Linked DNA regions of Mus musculus: region 2 is linked to region 1. A link is a contact called in public promoter capture Hi-C data. All regions are on one chromosome and are shown on one strand. Each heading gives the region's core, a stretch centred on a gene start, on an enhancer-like site or on the middle of the called end of the contact. The rest is flanking DNA. Distances are from core to core; before and after follow the strand shown. Region 1 holds the start of 1190028D05Rik (RIKEN cDNA 1190028D05 gene). Region 2 holds the start of Neil3 (nei like 3 (E. coli)).

Region 1 (5,831 bases), core at 1,332-3,831:
GTTCCTCTGATCCAAGTAGCATTAGCTCGGGTTAAACTATTAAAAAGGTCTATCAAACCACGCAGCAATCTGATTATACAATTGCACACACATACTATCTTGAGAAATATTTACAATAAGCTGAAAGCATAATACCCCTCTCAGGGCAAGCTGGAGAGGTTCAGTCACTGGTGCTACTCCTTCATCATCAGGTAAAAAGGGTAGCTGTAAAGATGTATTGGAGGTAAAGAAACGAGGAAACACTTGAGCGGAATGGGTGAAGGGTAGGAGCTTCGGAAACACCGACATGATGCCCCATTTTAGCTCCCCACTCCTGCACCCTGTCACCATCATCAGTATTCCCAGGAATATCAGCATCACATCTCTGGTCACCCATCAGCACTCGAGTCAGTCGTTCAGGTACCCACAACGGCTGGTGGCAGTCCTGGGGAAACACGCAAACAGACCTTCTTGCTGACACCAACACTGGATCTGGTCCATGCCATTGGCCATCCAACACATCCTTCGACTTAATAGTTCCCTTCTGAGATGCATCAGGATTACTGAATCTCTCTGCAACAGTACAATCAAATGTATCTTTATTTTAAAAATTAAGAGTAAATACGGACTATAGAAAGGTGCTTCCAGGGAGTCGCCCCTAGGGCAACTCCCCCCCTTCATTCCATCAAGCATTGTTTTAAGGTACGATGAGCATGTCCAACCATTCCCTGCCACTGAGGGCCACAGGGAACACTATGTACAAGATGAACTCCCATCATCCCACAAAAGCCAACAAAAGCACTGGAAGTATAAGCAGGTCCATTATCAGTTTTTAATTCTTTGGGTTGACCCCAAGCTCCCCATGCTTCAAAGCAATGAGCTATGACAGGACGGGCCTTTTCTCCAGCATGCAAAGAAGAAAAAATGACTCCAGAGGCAATATCAATTGAAACATGAACAAACTGTAATTTTCTAAATTCAGCAAAATGAGTTATACCCATCTGCCAAATGTGTAGTGGGTGTAACCCTCGTGGGTTAACTCCAAAGGAGGGTTGAGGCAATAAAGGAACACAGACCTGACAGGCCTTGAACAATCTCCCTGGACTCTGCTCGGGTGATCCCAAAGCGAGAGGCTAATGTGTTAGAATTTACATGAAATTTAGAATGAAAATCATGAGCAAGGTCAAGGGCAGGACATGCCTGAAATACAGCAGCTTGTGCTTTCTTATCCACTATGTCATTACCCTCAGCCAATGGACATGGTAACACAGTGTGACCTCAGATATGCTGAACAAAGAAGGGGGAGGATCTATGCAATAGCAAATTTTGTAATTTACTTAATAAGTCCCCAATGCTGGACCTAAGATTCACCCTACCAACCACCTCCAAGATAGCAAGAGCATTAATCACATATTGACTATCTGATATTAAATTAAAGGATTCAGAATACAATTCAAAAACTTTAATCACAATCTGTAATTCTATAACTTGCGGTGAGGCAGGGGTGAATTGTAAAACTATAGGTGCAGAGCCTTGAACTAAATAGGCTCTGCATCCTGACTTTGATCCATCTGGAAAAATTAGAGGAGCCCCTTTCAATGGTAATCGAGAGGTAATCACAGGGAAAATTACAGGGTAAGCTACAAAATAGGATTTTTGGGAAAATGATTATCTATCTTGCCTACAAAACTGCAACTTAAAACTGCCCAGTCATCTACAGTGGCAGACAACATTTCAACTTGTCTACTATCATATGGTACAATAATTTCATCATGAGGGGTGCTAAAATGCTGCACGCATTGCTATAAACCCAGCAAAGCCAATTGGGCAACCGAGGCAGGATACTAGGATAACACTTTGGTGAGGGAAATTTTAGGATGGATCCATAATAAAGGAGCCCCTTGCAAAAGGGCTCCAGTAGGTTGATTTTCCGATGGCAAAATACATAATGATATATGAAGATCAACCTCTCTCCTCTTTAAAGCAGCAATTTGAATAGCCTTCTCGACTAACTTTAAGGCTTCCCTTCCATCTTTTGTAAGATCTCTCTTTGAATCCAGGGCTGTTGCTCCTGGCAAGATGTCATAAAAAGGTTGAAATTGCTTATTTGTTAGACCCAGATAAGGCCTAACCCATTGAATATCTCCTAGCAACTTTTGAAAAATAATTTAAAGTCCTTAGATGATCAGTGCTAAGTTGAATCTTCTGTGGAGTTATATATCTTTGTGTTATTTTGCTTCCCAAATAATGGATGACCTTGCCCTTCTGCACCTTCTCAGGGGCTACAACCAATTGCTTTTCTTTTAATTTTTGGATAAATTTAATTTTCTCACACGGAGAACCTCAATAGTCCCTAATCCGGGAACCTAAAAATCTCTAACCAAGAACTTGAATCATCCCACTTACCTGGGAGCTTTCCAGCCGGCTACCCTGACCTCTTGAATTTCTAGACACACAGCGCTCTCGTGAAGCAGAAGTCCCCTTATGGGCCACCACTTGTTGCATCCACCCGGACCAGCAGGAAAGATGCAACACCATGTTGTCCTTCTTCAAGCAGGTTTATTCAGGAACACTTAGCATTGCAATGCAGGAACAGGAATCCTCTGAACAACCCCGGGGCGCGCCTTAAATACCTTACTGACTCCTCCCAATCACCCCAGTCACATAAAGGCAGTCTGTAGGTGATGACACCTCATGCGAGCTGAGGAGGCATGGCATCTGTGCAGTGCAGTCAGCTGAGATGTGGCTAAGTCTGAGATAATGAGGAAGTCAGGTGCTGGTCATAAAACCTGGCACTGTCCTGGGTGTCATCTTGGGGTGGCGGCCTCACCCGATCCTCACAGATGGGGAGGGTGTTGTTGGAAAATACCAAAAATACAAGTTAAGAGTCATGAGGAAGTGACGAGTCATAAGGAAAACTACTTGATAATTGTGAGGTTATTTCTCAAAACATTTTCTTTGAGCCCCTAACAATAGCACATTTACATAGAAGATTCCAGGAGCAGTCAAGGTGACTTTCTTTGAAGGAACACTCCCTAAACCCAGGAAGCAGGTGGGTGGAGGAATGTCTGCTATCTGTTTTATGGTTAGCATGCCTTGGAGCATTGAGTCACAAAGGTCACATTCTCAAGCCTGGGCCTAAAGGCCTAGATTTTGATTTTATATTACACTTTTTCAATAAAGCTTAATAATGCTATCAGTTTTACTCATAAGTGAGCTAACTCTGGAGTGGTTAAGTAGCATCCAATGTATAATAGAGTTGGCAATCAACGTAAGTCATTTGGCTACATAGTCAATCAAATTGTTCTAAATCCTTCTCTATATATTATTCTAATAATACTATAGTTTCACTTACAATATTTTATACCTATTTTTAAAACCTACAGTATTAAAATTTGAAAGCAAATTATTGAAATAATTTAAGATATATATATATATATATATATATACATGCTCATGTTTGTGTTTAATATTTTTAAAAAAGATTTATACCAACTGTAACTTTTGATATAGGAGATGACCTTTTCAGCTCAAGGCGAAGTCCCAAGGCCTTACACTATTACTGATGCTATGGTGTGCTTACAGAAAGAATCGTAGCATGACGGCCCTCCAAAAGGCCCAACAGGCAGCTGGAAGAGTCAGATGCAGCTGTTTACACCCAACCAATGGTCAGAAGCTGCTGACTCCTGTTGTTGAATTAGGGAATAGCTGGAAGAAGCTGAGGAAGAGGGCAACCCTATCAGAAGACCTCATCTAACCTGTATCCCAAGATTGCTCAGACACTGTCCGGCCAACCAGGCAGCATATACCAGCTTATATGATGCCCCCAACATTTATACTGTGTATAGCACAGGACTGCATGTTCTTCACTTAGTGAAGGAAGATGCACCTTACCCTCAAGAGACTCCAGGGAGTAGGAGGTCTGGGGTGGGTGTGGGGGTGAGGGACATCCTCTTGGAGACTGGGGGTGTGGGGAAGGAGCTATGTGATGTGGAGCAGTCAGAGGGAGGGCGGACCTGCAAGGCGATAAAGGCTGGACTGTAAAAACACGACTAAAGAATAAAAAAATAAAGTAAAAAAAGAAACTGTTCAATCCCTTTTTACCTAAACTACAGCCATCTTTTTTTATATCAGTTAAGAAACTCTGTATAGAGTATTATATTTTATTCATGTATATTAGATATAAATACCACATCACACTCAGTCCATATGCTCCTTGTATGTAAGTGATCTCAGGGCTGATCACTTGGTATTAGGTAATCAAATGAGAACTTTTCTCTAGGAAAGGACATTTTACACATTGTTGGCACTTTTTTTTGGACACTTATTCCTCTGACAGTGTAAGTTCAAATAACTACATTCTTTTATTATTATTATTAATTATTAATTATTATTATTATTAGGTATTAGCTTCATTTACATTTCCAATGCTATCCCAAAAGTCCCCCATAACTTCCCCCACCCATTCTCCTACCCACCCACTCAAACATCTTGGCCCTGGCATTCCCCTACCTGCCTTCCTTAGAGAAGGAATGAATCTCCCAGAATTTGTCCATATTAGCGTATGTATTGGAGGTGGTGTCATTCAGGTATTGTTTAGTCAGGCACACTTCAAGTGTATAGCCTCTCATTTCTAGGACGCACTATCTCAAGGAAACTTACTATTCCTCTCGTACTTACCATCTCTCTACCTTACTGAGCCTTAGATGCAGATGTACCAGTTGGGAGTGGACAAAACATGATCTCTTCTTCTTGTTTGTTGTTTTTCTATAATGTTCTCTATATGTTTTAAAAAGAAATTTCAAATGTTTTGAGAAGTATATAGAAGGGAGAATGGAGTAAGCATATGTGGCTGGACTGTGATGAAAGACCAATATAAACATTAGAAATATATCTGTGAACATTAAGCCTTAACTAAAATTAGATAACTAACATTGTTTTACCCAGTGTCTACACAAAATATTTGTCATTTTATACTTATTACATCAATAATAAAAATCAAATTAATTTACTAGTTACAGAAGTAGAATCAAAATATCTGTTTATTGATGAAGTAAATATATAAACTAATTTCTTTGAGATTATTATATGGCTTTCAATTACCTTGAGAAAATTTCATAAGGGAAGCATAATAAATCTTTGAATACTGTGTTATCTTTATCTCCTTGAGTATTTCAAAATGTCAAAAGGCTTGAATGGGCACCAAGGTATTACTGTGTAATATATGTTAACAAGTAGAGGTGTTATTCTAAATCATTTACATTATCCTCTGACAAATTTAAGAACATTTCATTGAAGATCTATCTGAAGGAATTCCGGCAATTATGTTTACACTTAACTCTGCAGCTTTGACCCTTCTTGCAGCCAAAGGAAATAAAGGTCATGGATTTTTAATCTATGAAATTAAGCAACAGCTTCGTAATGTGAAATATTTAACTATCTGTGTTAAAAATGCATTACTTTGTAGACTTGTTTCAAAAACTGAATACTTAGAATTACCTTGTGTTGATGACTATGAATGAAATGTAAGTGATTTTTTTCCTCCTTAGCTGATACTGAAAGTTGAACAAATTAGACTTAGTGAGCAGCAGTCATATGATGGCTACATACCATGTCCTGTTGATAGTTGTAAGGGTTGTCTTGGTTCCCTTGGGAGTTAAACTCCCACATTCCTAGAACGTTCTACATGTGCCCAAATGTTTTTGGATTTTAAATATATGTCTAGGCTTCTATCTTAGAAAAATTCAGAAACATTTAATATGAAAAACTACTTTCCTCTTTGGAATAGACTTCATAAGCTCATTCACCATGTGCTATTAGTTTTTCTAAGTAGCTGAGTCATTTTTGAAGTG
Region 2 (5,831 bases), core at 2,117-4,616, 1.3 Mb before region 1:
TTCTGATTATGTTACAAGGTTATTGTGAAGATGGAATAAGCCAACATTACTAGTTTGCTACCTTAATAAGGCAAGTATATTAAAGAATAATTTTATGTATTATCTAATTCCAATAACAGTTATATTAGAAATAGCTTCTGAAAATATTAAAATTCCCTTCAAACAAATAATATTAAATACATTAAAATATATGTAGCTAACAGAAAAGGTACTTAGGGAAATAAATCCAAATGGTTTTAAATTTCATATTAGTTGAATGTCTATTTTGTGCCAAAGAGTATCCTAGGGCTATGACAAACAAAAGTATGAACAGGATATTCACTTGTCAATCAAGGGATGAGAATCTATTCTTATGAACGTCCACTGTATATACAAATATATATAAAGATGTTTTGGTGAATCCTTGGAAGGACCAACTACATAACACAAGAGACATTCTAACTATATCTGGAAAGATTTCAAGAAGAGAGCATTTAACTATTTTTTAAAATTCAAGGGGGGTTTCATTGAACTATGATGGAAAGGAAGGTTTTAAAACAGTAAAAAGGAAACCATTAGAGTATTCCCAGGCATTTATGGTGAATGAATGTAACACTAAAGAGGACTTAAGGCAGCATCATTAACAGACTGGGGCCAATCTGGGCGATATATTACAGTCCCATTTCAGAAAAATAGATGGTTACTATTGTCAGCTTGACAAGATTTAGAGTGGCCCATGAGATAAGCCTTTTGAAATACCTGGTGATTTTTTTTTCTTTCAATTAGGTTTTTTGACCATACATGTACACAATATCTTCCAGTGGCCCAGATATAGGAAAGTCCAAGAGACAAGCTTTTGCTTGTTTACAGCTTGCTTTTAGGTCTTGTTCATCTACTAAAACACTGTCATTGCCACTGCTGCTGCTGAAGTGACATTATCTTCATTGACATCAGAACCCAGCTTCTTTGGGCTCTGAATTCAGACTCTAAACCAGTGACTCTCTCCAGGTCTTCAGTGTCAGATTAGGACTGCTGAAATATCTGGCCTCATGTGGTCTGAGAAACTAAAGGGCTCTTGGTCTCTCCAGTGTGAAGGCAGCTATTGCTGGATTACAATAGGGGGAGGGGGGTGTTTCATTCTGAATTGTGTAAGCCAATTTAATCAATTCGCTTTTGATATAGGTGCACTATTGGTTCTAGTCCTCTGACTAGATAGATAGGTAGGTAGGTAGATAGATAGATAGATAGATAGATAGATAGTTGATAGATAGACATATAGGTGGATAAAACTTTGGAATTACTACAAAAAAGAAGACACAGGAAGCAAAAAGTCTATTCTAGGAAAAGAAAATGGAACTAAATTCCTGGAATTTACAGAGTTTTTCCAAAATTCAGAATAATAAGCAATATTTATACAAAAGCATCTCCATCAATTTTTTTGGAAGCAAAATACAAAATATGTAGGACTAGATATTTATAAAGAATCTTAAACTTACCTGACACTTCTGGGGGTATAGACCAGATGACTATATCAAGTGAGGGATTCCTTCTATATCGTAACACAAATGATGAGATTACATATTTGACACATATAAAGGTAGGAAGAAAAATTTAGTAAAGATATCAGGCTCAATGATAATAATTAGTATTCTAATATCTTCTAAACCTACTTTGTGTGTGTGTGTGTGTGTGTGTGTGTGTGTATGTGTGTATCTGAGGACTAGTTTGTTCCACAGTGCAACAGTCACATGTGCAGATCAGAGGACACCTTATAGGAGTTGATTTTCCTAGGTAGGTTTGAGGCATGGAATTGAGGTCAGCAGGCTTGGTGGCAAGTGCCTTTACTCTCTGAGACATCATGTTGAGCCAATGTCTTAGGGTTTTATTGCTGTGAAAATGCACGACAGAGGCAACTCTTACAAGGGAAAATGTTTAATTGGAGCAGGCTTACAGTTTCAGAGGTTCAGTCCATGATGATTCATATCGGGAAGCATGGCAGGTGTGCAAGCATATATAGTGTCGGAGGAGCCAAGAGTTCTAAATCTTGATCTGAAGGCAGTCAAGTAGGAGACTGGATGTGTTTCACACCGGGCGTAGGTTGAGCATTTGAAACCTCTAAACGCCTACTCCACAGTGACAGACTTTCTCCAGTAAGACTACATCTCCTCCATCAAGGCCATACCTCCTAATAATGCTACTCCATCCAGGACTATGGGAGATGTTTTTATCGAAAACATCACAAAATCCCAGTCATTTAAATGTTGCAAGTAGATTTTAGAGCGGGCAGTGGTGGCACATGCCTTTAATCCCAGCACTTGGGAGACAGAGGCAGGCAGATTTCTGAGTTCAAGGCCAGTCTGGTCTACAGAGTGAGTTCCAGGACAGTCAGGTCTATACAGAGAAACCGTCTCCAAAAAAAAAAAAAAAAAAAAAAAAGCCAAACAAACAAACAAAGAATTACTGCAAGAATTACTGTTCACACGGAAGTTGTTACTACTTAACAGTAATTACTGTTATGAATTATAATGTAAATATTTGTGTTTTCCAATGATCTTAAGTGACCCCTGTGAAAGCATCATTTGACTCCCGCAAAGGGATTGTAACTCACAGGTTACAACAGCTGCTAGGTAATAAGTTGTATTGCAATTGTGTTCTTCCTCTGGTGTGATCTGCAATCACACCTAGAGCACAGCTAAGCAGGTCTATGGCCAGAACTATAAGACCTCTTGCTACCAGCCCATGTAAATGAACCTCTTGAAAGAGGATCCCCTAGCTACAACCAAACCTACCTTGTAACTTTTAGAGAACTGGGGAGCCAGAACCACCCAGCTGGACTTTGCCAACTTCTAACTCACAGAAATTTCTAAATAATAAATGATGTCATTCTTTAGATAGCAATAAACAATACAGAGGTGAAAGGGAAAGGGCTATTTCAGACTTTTCTCCATCAAAGGACAGAGATCAGAAATGAATTTTAGTTAACAGAATATAGAGTCCAGACAGTCCCGAGTCTGATGTAGACAAATGTAACCATTCATCATCCTACACTGGAAAGCCAACTAGACAAATCTCCACATTTAGTTTTCCACTTTTACTTCAGTACAGTGCTGGGCTTTTATGAAACCGCAAACTTGACGTTGTTTTAATGTGATCGATTTCAGCTCAAAAAGTATGGGCTGAGTAGTTCGAACGTAGTTTTTAGTCTTCAACTCCCAGTTTCCTGAGTTTTTACACTGAGCCGGGTTCTGTGACTCCTTTCACTGTGCACTGGCTCAGGAAATACCGATGACACAAGTGTGAGACCTGCAGAGCCCTGAGTTCTGTGGGCTGCCTGGATCCCAGAGCAGAGTCCGCACCACCTAGGCGTGGCCTGGCCGCAGATGGGCGGGGTTTGCTGGTGGGCAAGCCTAGGCTGGGCGGGGCGGGGCGCGCGGGAGATTTGAACTTCCCGCCCAGTGTGGGTCAGCAGGAAAGTGAAGTTGCCTGGTTGTTTTCCAGTCAGGCCTTGCAACTAGCAGGGGTTCCGGGCGGGCTACAGAGATGGTGGAAGGGCCAGGGTGTACACTGAATGGAGAGAAGATCCGGGCACGAGTGCTACCGGGGCAGGCGGTGACTGGTGTGCGGGGCACAGCTCTGCAGAGCCTCCTGGGCCCTGCCATGTCCCCTGCCGCCTCCCTGGCTGATGTCGCTACCTCGGTAAGTCAGTCCTGTGTCCTGCTTGGAAGCTGCAGCGGGAAGTGGAGTAAAAACACCACCCAGGTTCTGGGATCCCCAATCTACTCTGGTTCCCAAGACCTAGAGCCTGTGTTTCCCGACATTTATTTAACCTGAGAAGTGAGTCTTAGCTCTAGCAGCTGTCTAACAGTGCCAGTGCTAGATCCACCGAAGGCGTTTTGTTCCAACCCTGTTAACAGGCAGTCAGCAAAAGATGCTTTCTGCTGTTTACCGTCTACATTCACTGACGTTATCATCGGATTTGTGCGAAGTCTGGTATGTTTTTCTTTCCACGTTGTAAGACTGAACTCGTAACATAGACTTTTAGCCCTTTTCCAGCCCCAAATTCTGCAGTTGATCAGTAGTATATAATTCTAACGTTGCACATGGAAAATTTAGCACGAACATCTCACTCAGCTGAATATTGCCATCTAATGAAGGGGCAGTAAAAGCTAGTTCTGGTTTCCTTAAGTGAATTTATTTCTTTTGAAAGCAAATCGTAGCACAGTTTGCCACTCAGGCATACATTGCTGATGGCTGGATAGTCATTTGGTAAGAACTTAGAACTATACTAAAAATATTCTGATTAAACGACCAGGCTTTTAAGGCCCTTTAGATGTGTGGTTAATTGTATTTCATGGATACATGCAATATTGTGCTGTTCTTCAATTTCTCCTGCAAAGCTCCCTCATAGCCTTTGGTCTAGGAAAGAAGTTGTCTGTTATGCAATTAGCATATGCTCCCAACTTGAAAGAAACAAGGAAGATGTATTTTCAAGCTGAGGGAGGAAAAAAAAAAAGGTTTGGATCTTTTAACAGTTATGCTTTTATTTATTTTGACTTGGTGTGTCAACAAGTGCTCTGTACTTTTTAAAAAATTATGTTTCTCGAAATTATTTCAGAGTACTATAGAGATCTATGCTAATGGTTTCTCTAAAGTATTAGTTTTGACGAAGATCACTCATTCAGCAAAATTTTGCATACTCTCAAAGTACAGGAGGGTGAAAATACATTTGTCTTTATGTTGTAGCTGGGAAAATACATGGCCATTCAGTAAAGGGTAACACAGTGAAGTACAAAGTGGTAAGTTCTCAGAAGTGTGTGGTTCTCTCTTAGGACATACAGAGAGGCCAGGGAAGTCTCCCTATGGTGGTAACAGAGCTGATGTGTAAAGGGGGCATAAGAGATTCAGAGTTCCTGAGATGAAAGTGGCCCATATAGGCAGAAGAATGGTGTTCAAGGGCCTGAAAAATAAACCAGTGTGTATGTAAAGGAAGGAGATCCGAAGATGGCCTGATATTAAAGCTGATGGGAAGATTGTAAAGAACTCCATATACCACAATTGGGACTTTTCAGAGCTGGGTTTTATTTTTGTGCGTATTGTTGTGTGACTGAATGTTGTTGTGTGTGTTACAGCACATGTGAAAGTCAGGACAACTTTTTCTTCTACTCTGTGTGGGTTCCAGGGACCCATATCTTCCGCCTTAGTGTCAAGTGCCTTTGCCTGCTGAGTCGTCTCCAATGGGTCACCTTCCAGGCTTTATCTTGGGCATCATTAGAAACCTTGAATGGTAGTCAAGATTTATTTACAGTTTGGCTAGAACACTGCATATCAAAGAAGAAAACATGAGAGGAAATCTCAAGAAGGTATTGCAGTGACCCAGGTGAGGAGCTTAGGCTCAGCTGCTGGTGGTAGAAATCAGGTGAAGTCAGCCTGCCACTATTTTAGAAATAAATGCTATTGTACTGAGCACTGCGTAAGATCTGAACATCCTCATTGATGCCATGATTTATGTCATTCAACAGTAATGTTGTGTGATAAACACTTTGCTGGTTACTGGTAAAATAAAACCTGTTTTATCTATAAAAGTTTATTCATGGAAAGTTACTATTTATAAAAATAAGATTCCCGTTGCAAGAAACCAAGATTATGTTTTACATAGTCACCTTATTGGCATTTAGAGAAAATAGTATTAATCATTCATTTTAAATTTATTTTAATTATTTTGTGACAAAACGTGAAGTACAGTTAGTCATGAGAAAGAATAATTCCACAATAAAGATCAACCTAATGCTACCAGAAAAGGAGCGTTGGGCTCAAGGTGAATTTAAATCAGTTGAGCACTGTCGCTTGTAGTA

Evidence for each region. Promoter capture Hi-C pulls out the DNA fragments that hold promoters and counts their contacts.
Region 2: a promoter capture Hi-C map of embryonic stem cells shows a contact between it and region 1, with 4 times the contacts expected there. The contact joins the promoter of Neil3 here to the promoter of 1190028D05Rik in region 1. A contact is called at or near these places in 2 of 39 promoter capture datasets (embryonic stem cells and hippocampal neurons) and 1 of 115 datasets of contacts at active chromatin or transcription factors (embryonic stem cells).

What each region holds. Positions count from the first base shown.
Region 1 is chr8:52,353,361-52,359,191 of GRCm38.p6, reverse strand. It overlaps 1190028D05Rik (RIKEN cDNA 1190028D05 gene), which reads right to left and starts at 2,581. Exons shown (of 4, transcript NR_151738.1): 1 at 2,386-2,581; 2 at 447-552.
Region 2 is chr8:53,636,600-53,642,430 of GRCm38.p6, reverse strand. Neil3 (nei like 3 (E. coli)) reads left to right here and starts at 3,366. Exons shown (of 10, transcript NM_146208.2): 1 at 3,366-3,675. The coding sequence starts at 3,520.